Linked DNA regions of Bos taurus: region 1 is linked to region 2. A link is a contact called in public Hi-C data. All regions are on one chromosome and are shown on one strand. Each heading gives the region's core, a stretch centred on a gene start, on an enhancer-like site or on the middle of the called end of the contact. The rest is flanking DNA. Distances are from core to core; before and after follow the strand shown. Region 1 has its middle 27 kb from the start of MED21. Region 2 overlaps STK38L (serine/threonine kinase 38 like).

What was found. Hi-C and Micro-C count contacts between places; a contact is called where the count stands out from the background.
Region 1: a Hi-C map of liver shows a contact between it and region 2, with 3 times the contacts expected there. The contact joins two enhancer-like sites. A contact is called at or near these places in 2 of 11 Hi-C or Micro-C datasets (liver and skeletal muscle).

The regions. Positions count from the first base shown.
Region 1 is chr5:82,753,306-82,758,089 of ARS-UCD2.0, reverse strand. No RefSeq gene overlaps it. Among named protein-coding and RNA genes, the nearest start is that of MED21, 27 kb to the left of the region's middle. Within about 2 kb of position 2,424, at least 7 of the 102 cell types and tissues checked have an H3K27ac peak or open chromatin away from gene starts, as enhancers often do. A contact at or near this core is called in liver, where this site is marked.
Region 2 is chr5:82,583,414-82,587,990 of ARS-UCD2.0, reverse strand. STK38L (serine/threonine kinase 38 like) reads left to right here. Exons shown (of 15, transcript NM_001101092.2): 4 at 126-177. Among named protein-coding and RNA genes, the nearest start is that of ARNTL2, 28 kb to the right of the region's middle. Within about 2 kb of position 3,235, at least 2 of the 102 cell types and tissues checked have an H3K27ac peak or open chromatin away from gene starts, as enhancers often do. A contact at or near this core is called in liver, where this site is marked.

The sequences.
Region 1 (4,784 bases), core at 1,175-3,674, 170 kb before region 2:
TCCTTAAGATATTTGAGAACCAAAACTTTTACACTTAGGAGCATTTGGCTCATCTGTGAAATGTTAGTTTCTCTTAGTAAACTTCACCAAGGATTTGGAATTTGGTATCCCTATTTATAAATCTGATCTTTAAGCACACATGATGATTCACACTAAAGAAAATAGAAGATCTTACTGTAACTCCACTTTTAATTTCTTCCCATTTTTTCTCACTCATTGTAAATAGTCAAAGTACCTATGTATAGAAAAATCAACAACTAGAGAACAGAAGAAAGGTAGAGATGATTTGGGATGTTTGCCTTTCCTAAACCATGTCAAGCAGAATGTTGTTCGTTGTTCAGTCACTCAGTGGCGTCCGATTCTTTACACCACCACGGACTGCAGCACACCAGGCTTCCCTGTTCTTTACCGTCTCCTGGAGCTTGCTCAAACTCATGTCCATTGAATTGGTGATACCATCCAACCATCTCATTCTTTGTCATCCCTTTCTCCTCCTGCCTTCAATCTTTCCCAGCATCAAGGTCTTTTCCAATGAGTTGGCTCTTGGCATCAGATGGCCAAAGTATTGGAACGTCAGGCAGAATACTGTAGTTATGAAAGTTCTTATGTTTGCTGGGAGGGAAATACTGTTTGTATCTTTCCGTGTCTAACCAGAACAGTGGAAACAACTCAGCCTTTAGCCTTTAATATAGAGATTGCAAAAGTGTTAGAAGGGCTGAAGGTTCAAAGAGGTGAAAGGACGCTCCCCAGATATCAGTAAGTCCAGGAAGCTGTCAACCTGCATGGCAGGAGGAGCGAAAGGGAAAAGGATGCTGCCTGAATCCTGTGAGTGCTGTGCTATTGAGACTTTGAGAGCATCACTGCCGCACTGCTGCTGGAACCACCACAGCTGCTACTTCACGTGAAGCCAGCAGTCCAAGTGATGGTTCAGGATTCTGGAAACCAGCTTTCTGGCTTTTGCTGATAGGCTTGCTGCTGGAGCTGCTACTTGTCCTCTGGCGCTGTTGCTATGACCATGCCACCATTACAGCAACCTGTGTGGCCCGTGATGACCTGCCATGGCCAGTTGGCTGGCTGCCGGAGCCAGAGCAGAGGAGGAAATTAGGGTTCCTTGGCTCCTCCTGCTTTCTAACCTCTTGCCAGGACTTTCTGTGCCAGAACCTAATCAGACCCAGCAGATGGGAGAGTCTGGGAGATGTGGTTTTCAGGCTTCCAACCCCTGAGAGGCAGGAAGGAGAATAGTATGAAGTTGAAGACCAACAGTCAAGTAACTATAACAATACTCGAATAAGAAAGGTAAAAATTGAGTTAAAATTAAATTCATTTAATTTTAATTAATTTTAAATTAAAATCCATTGATTTTAATTAACCTTAAAAATTTGTTTTACTTCACGATTTCTCTAAACCTTTAATACGCTATTGTGTTTGAAAATTTTCAAAAGGGAGTTTGTAGTGCTTCTACACTTTGAGTTTGTAGTGCTTCTCAATTTTATTTGGTAATTTTCTCCCCACCAAACACAGTTTTAACCTTTCATAAGACCTCAGACTAGGATAAAAACAGGGCCAAACAAAAATGCTATTTTCGTTAGATTATAATGAGGCCATAGGATAATAAATTATATAAAAGATGTTTTCCTCATGAATTCTGAAAACTACAGAGGACAGATTAGAGTGGTAATGTAGGAATTCAAACATACCAACACCCTGAAAACTAATTATGTTAAAGAAATGACACTGACAAATCCTTGCATTTCTTGGATATTTTTATAATGGTCGCTTATTGTTTTGGTAGCCCAATACATGAACATCTTCTTTGAGAGAATCACAAGGGGAGAAATAAAAAATGAAGAGCTCTGATTGATATGGAAACTGGAGGGAAGGACAGTCTTTCTGGTTAGTTAATAGTTGTTGAAGTTGCTCAGTTGTGTCTCACTCTTTGCAGACCCATGGACTGCAACACACCAGGCTTCCCTGTCCTTCACTATCTCCTGGAGTTTGCTCAGAGTCATGCCCATTGTGTTGATGATCCCATACAACCATCTCATCCTGTATGGGCCCCTTCTCCTCTTGGCCTCAATGGTTCCCAGCATCAGGGTTTTTTCCAGTGAGTCAGCTCTTTGTACCAGGTGGCCAAAGTACTGGAGCTTCAACTTCAGCATCAGTTCTTCCCGTGAATATTCAGGACTGATTTCGTTTAGAATTGACTGGTTTGATCTCCTGGCTGTCCAAGTTAATAGCTAATTCTGATAATTCAGGACAGAGAAGCCTGGTGGGCTACAGTCCATGGGGTTGTAAATAGTCGGACATGACTGAACAAATTTTACTGTATCTACAGAGACACCGTGAGTTCAGAGGCATTAGGCTAAGTGTCCAGAGGGAGCAGATGCCAGCAGCACAGCTGTGACTCTCCAGCAGGACCAGTGCCAATAGGGCACCCTACACAGATGGCTCTTTTGGCAGGGTCTTAGCTGCACTTTGTCCATGTATGTTCCTGCCTGAGTCTGTTTATTTGGTCTTCTTGCCTATTGTGTAACTTTCAACCCCTCCCCAAATTATTTTTCTCCTTAAGCAAATTAGATTTATTTTCTTTGTTGCGAGAACTCTAACTGAAACATTCTTAGAAAGTAGAGAAAATCAAAGGGAAACTCAACATTCTAATTTTTTTCCCACCGATAAGAAAGAAAAGACTGATTATATCAGGGAAATTACTATGAAATAAAATCTGCCTCCCAATGCAGGAGATGCAGGTTTGATCCTTGGGTCAGGAAGATCCCCTGAAGAAGGAAATGGCAGCCCACTCCAGTATGATTGCCATGGAAATTCCATGGTCAGAGGAGCCTGGTGGGCTATAGTCCATGGGGTTGAAAAAGAGTCAGACATGACTTAGTGACTAAACAACAACAATTACATCCCAACAGAATTGATAGGTTTGACAAAGCAGATTTACAAAAATTCAAAGAAATACCATATGTAATAGGGAAAAAAAGGAGAACACTCTAAAACATTATCTCATTGCATAAATGTGAAAAATTCCAAAGAAGAAAAAGTAGGAGAAATGTAAAAAGACAGTAGGATGGCTGCAAAGACTAAAGTCCAGAATAAGAGTAAGTTTGTGAAAATTCTTAATAAAAATGGAAAGATTTTTAAGGCATTATCTGAACAAGAACAAGAGACGGGTAAGCCAGCATCTTGGGAAGGATGCTAGACGGTTAATGTTAGTCGCTTAATTGTGTCCAACTCTTTGCTATCCCATGGACTGTAGCCCTCCAGGCTCCTCTGTCCATGGGATTTTCCAGGCAGGAATACTGGAGTGGGTTGCCATTCCCTTCTCCAGGGGATCTTTCAGACCCAGGGCTCAAACCTGGATCTCCTGCATTACAGGCAGATTCCTTTCCATCTGAGCCACCAGGGAAAGTTAGATCAAAGTTATACGAGGACAGGTTAGACAAAGGTTAAATGAACACAGAATGAGTGGACTAGATGATCTCCATGGTCCTGACCATTCATAGTACTTTATGATAATCAGCTTAGTCATTTCTACGTTTGCTCCAGGTTCTCTAGCAAGAAGGATTGCCTTTAGTTTGCAAACAGCAGAACAATCTGCCTAAATATAGACAACCTAGTTAAGACCAGTGCGGTAATGAGAGAACTCAGCCACATAGTAAAATGAAATCATAAATGTAAAAAGACTTTTATATGCTCATTTTAAGACTGTGATCAAGAACTGCCAATAGCTCTGTCATGTGAAAAAAAATCCTCCCTGAAGTAGGTTAGCAAGAAGAGAAAAAAAATTGGAGATGGGGAGACAAAGTGAGTCCTGGAAACTCAAGTTAATTAGATTATGACTGCATCCCAGCCCCTTCCAATCACATGGACAAATAATTCCACTTTTTTTTTTTTTTTTGCTTGTTTCAACTTTTTTATCTTTAGTCACAAGGCCAGAATGATAATATATTCATAGGTGAGGATTCTGATGCTCAATCACTCAAGTTATAAGCAGGAGGCAAGAGATGCAGGCTTCAGAGATCTTTGAGATCACAAACCCATTACTCTCCATTTTGCCTTTATTGATCAGTAGTTCTCAATCAGTTGTTTGCTGAAAGGTACCAGGGTCCTGTAGGAGAATCTCCCTTGGAGAGTTTATTATGTGTGCTTAGTCGTCCAGTCATGTCCAACTTATTGGAGGTGGATTCTTTACCGTCTGAGCTAGACAGGAGAATTTATTACCACACCTAATTATTTGCTCCTCTCCCTGTAAGAAGAGCCTACAGCCTTGTAGTGCTTCCCCGTGGGAGACTATATTGATACATTTTCCATCTACATTTTCCACCATGGCATATTCTTAGATTCAACTCAATATTTAGATGCACAAAACTACCATCGATTACTTTGGCATCAGATTCAGCAGAAGAACATAGGACAGGAACCACAATTTGCCAGCAGGGAAGCATCCAGTGATGCTTTTCTACGGGACATCAAATCACACAGCTTCCTGGGGACAGCTCGAGTGCAAGATGTGACATACCTGGGACTGGTGCAGGACCCACGCACGCCCCACAGGAGCCAATGTCTCCTTTAAAACTTCAGAAGCACAGCTTTCAGCATCCCCACAAGGACCTGCTCAGTGAAAACTGTCACCACACTCAGGCAAGCTAAATCTACACAGCCTCCATCAGGGATCTATTATGCATTTATATTTCCTCCCAGTTGTTGATTGGTTGGTTTGGTCGCTAAGTCATGTCTGACTCTTGAAATTCCACGGACTGGCATCCATGGAATTTCCC
Region 2 (4,577 bases), core at 1,986-4,485:
AACTTGAAAGATTTGTTTTTTAGCAGAGCAAACTGAAGTGTAAATTTGAAAAAATAAATGTACATTTCTTAAATGGAAATACTTAGGAACACATTTAAATTTAAATTATTTTTTCTTCTAAAAAGGCAGAAGAAATTAGAAGTGGCTATGGAAGAAGAAGGATTAGCAGATGAAGAGGTAATGTAAGCTGTAATTACTATGACTAATGCCTCTGTTATATACCTGAAAGTCACTAAATCTGAAATGCTCTCACTACAAAAAAAAAATAGCATTTAGTTATGTGATGTGATGGATGTGTTAACTAACTTTATTGTGGTCCACATTTCACAATATATATTCACTTGTATCAAGTCATCACATTGTAGGAGATGCCCTGGTGATGGACCCCATGCTTCCACTGCTGGGTATCTGGGTTTGATTCCTCTTTGAGGAACTAAGATCCTGTGGATCACATGGCATGCATGGCCAAAGGGTGGGGAGAAAAATTACCACATTGTATACCTTAAACTTACACAATATTATATGTCAATTACCTCTCAATAAAAAGGGGGAAACTATAATAACTGTACAAAAGCTACCCCAGTGGCTTTTTCAAGTATTAGCGCTAGTGGTAAAGATTCCTCCTGCCAATGCAGGAGACATAAGAGAACACGGGCTCGATACCTGGATCAGGAAGATCCCCTGGAGAAGGGAATGGGAACCCACTCCAGTATTCTTGCCTGGAGAATCCCACGGATAGAGGAACCTGATGGGTTACAGTCCATGGGGTCACAAAGAGTTGGACATGACTGAAGTGACTTAGAATGCACACATGATCTTATAATTTAGATAGTGTGGGTTTAATATTTGAACGTGGTTCTTCTTACTGTGTTGCTATGATGGAAATCTTTGAAAGGGGGAAGCTTTTTTTTAATTCTAAGAACATATATTCCGTGAATAGTATCTACAGTATTCTAGGTGTGAGGAATAAGAAAAGAGGGCTCCCAGAAGAATCAGTTAATTGCCAAATCTTCTTTTAAATTTTCCTGCATGTTTCTTAAAACCTCCTGGTTCACTAGTCTGGTGCCTGGAACCCAGTCGTGTAAATGGCTGTGTATTTCACCTGAAGACTCACTGCCCCCAGCTAGTCTGTCTTGTGTTCTCAGCTATGTTCCCACCCCCAGTTTTCCTATGCACTGCAACCAGGGTTACCTGTCAAAACCCAGATCTGACCAAGTCACTCTTTTGTTAATACCCTTCACTGGCTCCCATGTTCTCTCAGGATAAGGCCAACTCGTAACGTGAGTGGATATACAAGTCCCTTTATAATTTGGCTTTTGCTTCCCTTTCTCTCACCTTATCTCTTGTCACCCCACCGCCAGGCTGCTCAATGGGATAGAATTATTTTCATTTCCTTGCTCCTGCCTGTAGACTTTCTTCTGTGCATCTCTGCTGCTTGGAACTCTGCCTTCTGCCTGCTTGAGTTCCACTACTCTTCACGATGCTTTCTGTCTCTTTCTAGGCAACACGTCCACTGGGACAGTACACTGTTCTTGTCCCTGGGACAGCCTTAAAACCATCTTCCCAGAGTAGAAACTCCATGACATCTATTCAGCATTACGTGATCCGGGCTGGCAGAGGGCTGGGATAAATATTTGGTAAATGAACAAATGGACAGTGGATCTCTCCCTAAAGAGTTCATAGATTAGAAGGAGAGATTATATGTGTGTACGTGTACAAATAGGTATACATGATAGAATGTGGCAAACTTTGAAAATATGGAGGGATTTTTTCCTAGTTCAGGGGATCAGAAAAGGTTTCACGGAAGAATTAACAGTTGATTTGAATCCTAAGGAAATAGGTAGAATTTACATGATTGTTAAGAGGTACATTCAAAGTAATGAATATGTGCAGCATATTGCACTTTAAAAATGAACTATATGAAAGCAGATGTCCAAAGGCCAAGCAAGTGTCATAAACAAGAGAGGCTGGCCACATTGGTTTCCTAGGGACATTTCATCTTTTGATCTAAAATATTTTACATACTTAATTTTTTTTTTTCATTTCCACGAGGAAATAGATTTTTTTGTCTTGTTCTAAAGATTTTCTCCTCACAGTTTATCTTTTAATAAAGAATACCACTTTTCACTTTGCTGAAAGAAAACAAGACCACCAGCATGATTATACCGGTTTCCCATGACTGGCACTGGGGTGGATGGAGGTGGCCTGGTTTCAGGGCTATCCTGTTGGCCCAGTGAAGCCAAGTTCTGCTTTTCAAGAGAAGCTGGAAATCTGGACTTGTATGACATCATTTGCCTTTTCAAAATATTGGCAAGTTAGAATGATTTAAAAACAACTTAGGGGCCAAATCACATGCATGTAAGAGTTGAGTATAGCCTCTCATCCACACCAGGAGGTACTAAGTACATCTAGAATTGTTCTCTTTAATTCTCTGTAACTCACAGAAAATGTGAGGCTCTAAAAGTTCTCAGTGGCCTAAAATAACCATGTATAAAAACATCCAAAAATTTCAGTAAAGATATTAGAATTCACAAATGCTTCTTGTTGGGCCCCATGCTAAGCCCTAGACTGTCACAAATAGACATGGTCTCTGAAAGAATGTACAGTGTGCTGGAACTGTCTTTATGTGGGGTGGATCTTTTCAAAGTAAAATTGTTTTATAAAAATAAATTTATCCTTAATGCATTCTGTAATAGAAACTAACTTGTGAAATGTAGCCATGAGAAACATTTATAAGAGATGAAGTTGTTACCTGATGTATTCCATATCTTAAAACTTCTGTGTACACTGTCTTCTACAAAAATTGAGCACCCTGCAAAATGAGCATTTGAGGAACACTCATTTGAAGAGGAATGGAGAAAAAAAAAGAAAATGGTGTATTTCTAGTTCTATCTCCTTTTAAATCCTGCCTAACATAGAATATTATTTACTGTAAGGGAAAACCAAACTGCACAAGTTTAAGCTGCAAGAGAGCCTTGAAATGTTAAGCCTGCCCGTAGATTTCTGTTGTCATCTTCAAGAGGAAAGAATATGATTACCAAAAATATGATTATAACTTTATTTGCTTTCCAAGATGACTTGATTTACACAAGTTGTGAGCAGATATATCAACATGCTTTTTTCATCAGTTTTTTAAGAAATGTGAACTTGTTTCAACTCTCTTTGGACTACAGTGTGGACTTTGATACTATGGATAGGTTTTTTTGTTTTTAAAGTACTATGACAGTGTCATAGGTGATTTCCCTTCTTCATAGGTTTGTATATTCCATACACTGTGATCTCCCTTTCACCATTTAATAGCTGTCTCCTGACTACATAAATATTGTTTACTTACTACACTACACAACCTGTCAAATAGTAATAAGCATTACTTTCTTTGACTGCCTCTCTTGTCTGTCGACTTTGAGCATAATTTATGAAACTGTGATGAGGTCTTTTCCATTCAGATTAGACAAGTTGGAGTCTGCATCCAACTGTACATTGTTAAATCCATAAAGCCAGAAATTCAGCCTGCCTTTCAGAATTCTTGTATTAACCATTTGTGTAATTTTTAAAAGGGTCTTTGCTTCTTTGAAAACTGGTGTTATAATGCCACCGTGTGGCCTTTTTAAGTTAGAGTCAGAGTTTATAACAAGCTACTTCTGAACTATCCTTTTGTTTTACTAATAATTCATTTTTCAACATTATTGATGCAAAAGGCATTTTTAAACAAAGAAGTTCTTCACTATTTTCACCACTGGTGTGACTTCATTTAGCTGTTTAAAGGTGTTTAGATTGAAGACATAATTTCATGATTTTATTTTTGTAGACTTTGTTAGAAGTATCAGAATTCCATTGTGTTGATGATGCATACTTGCATATTTCTAATTAATAATTCACTTTACCAATTTGGAAACAGTTGCACACAGGGGTAGGAAGGGGCTATTCAGTGGTTATATCTTGAACTACATTTAGGAACAGTGCTTCTGAACCATTTCAGTCATTTCGACTTGTTTCTTTCAGACCTGAACCTCTGCATGCTTGATAGGGTCCAGTTGAAGATGAACTGGGGCTTGATCTTTTCACTGATTTTGTTTGTTACCCATTCTGTGTGACCTCCACTATGTTATTGTTCCGTTGCTAAGTTGTGTCCAACTCTTTGCAACCCCATGGACTGCAGCACGCCAGACCTTCCCTGTCCTTCACTATCTCCTGGAGTTGGCTCAGGTTCATGTCCCAGTCGGTGATGCCATCCAACCATCTCATCCACTGCTGCCTGCTTCTTCTCCTGCCCTCAGTCTTCACCAGCATCAGGGTCTTTTCCAGTGAGTCAGCTCTTCACATCAGGTGGCCAGAGTATTGGAGCTTCAGCTTCAGCATCCGTCCTTCCAATGAACATTCAGGGTTGATTTCCTTTAGGATTGACTAGTTTGATCTCCTTGCTGTCCAAGGGACTCTCAAGAGTCTTATGTGACCTCTACCAGGTTGAGCTAATTTGACATAATTCTATGTCAAAAAGCAGAATTTTGTTTCATGAGGGGAAGGAAAAGCAAGGTTTAGAACAATTAAATAAATGCCCATTCCAAGTGTAAGCTTCA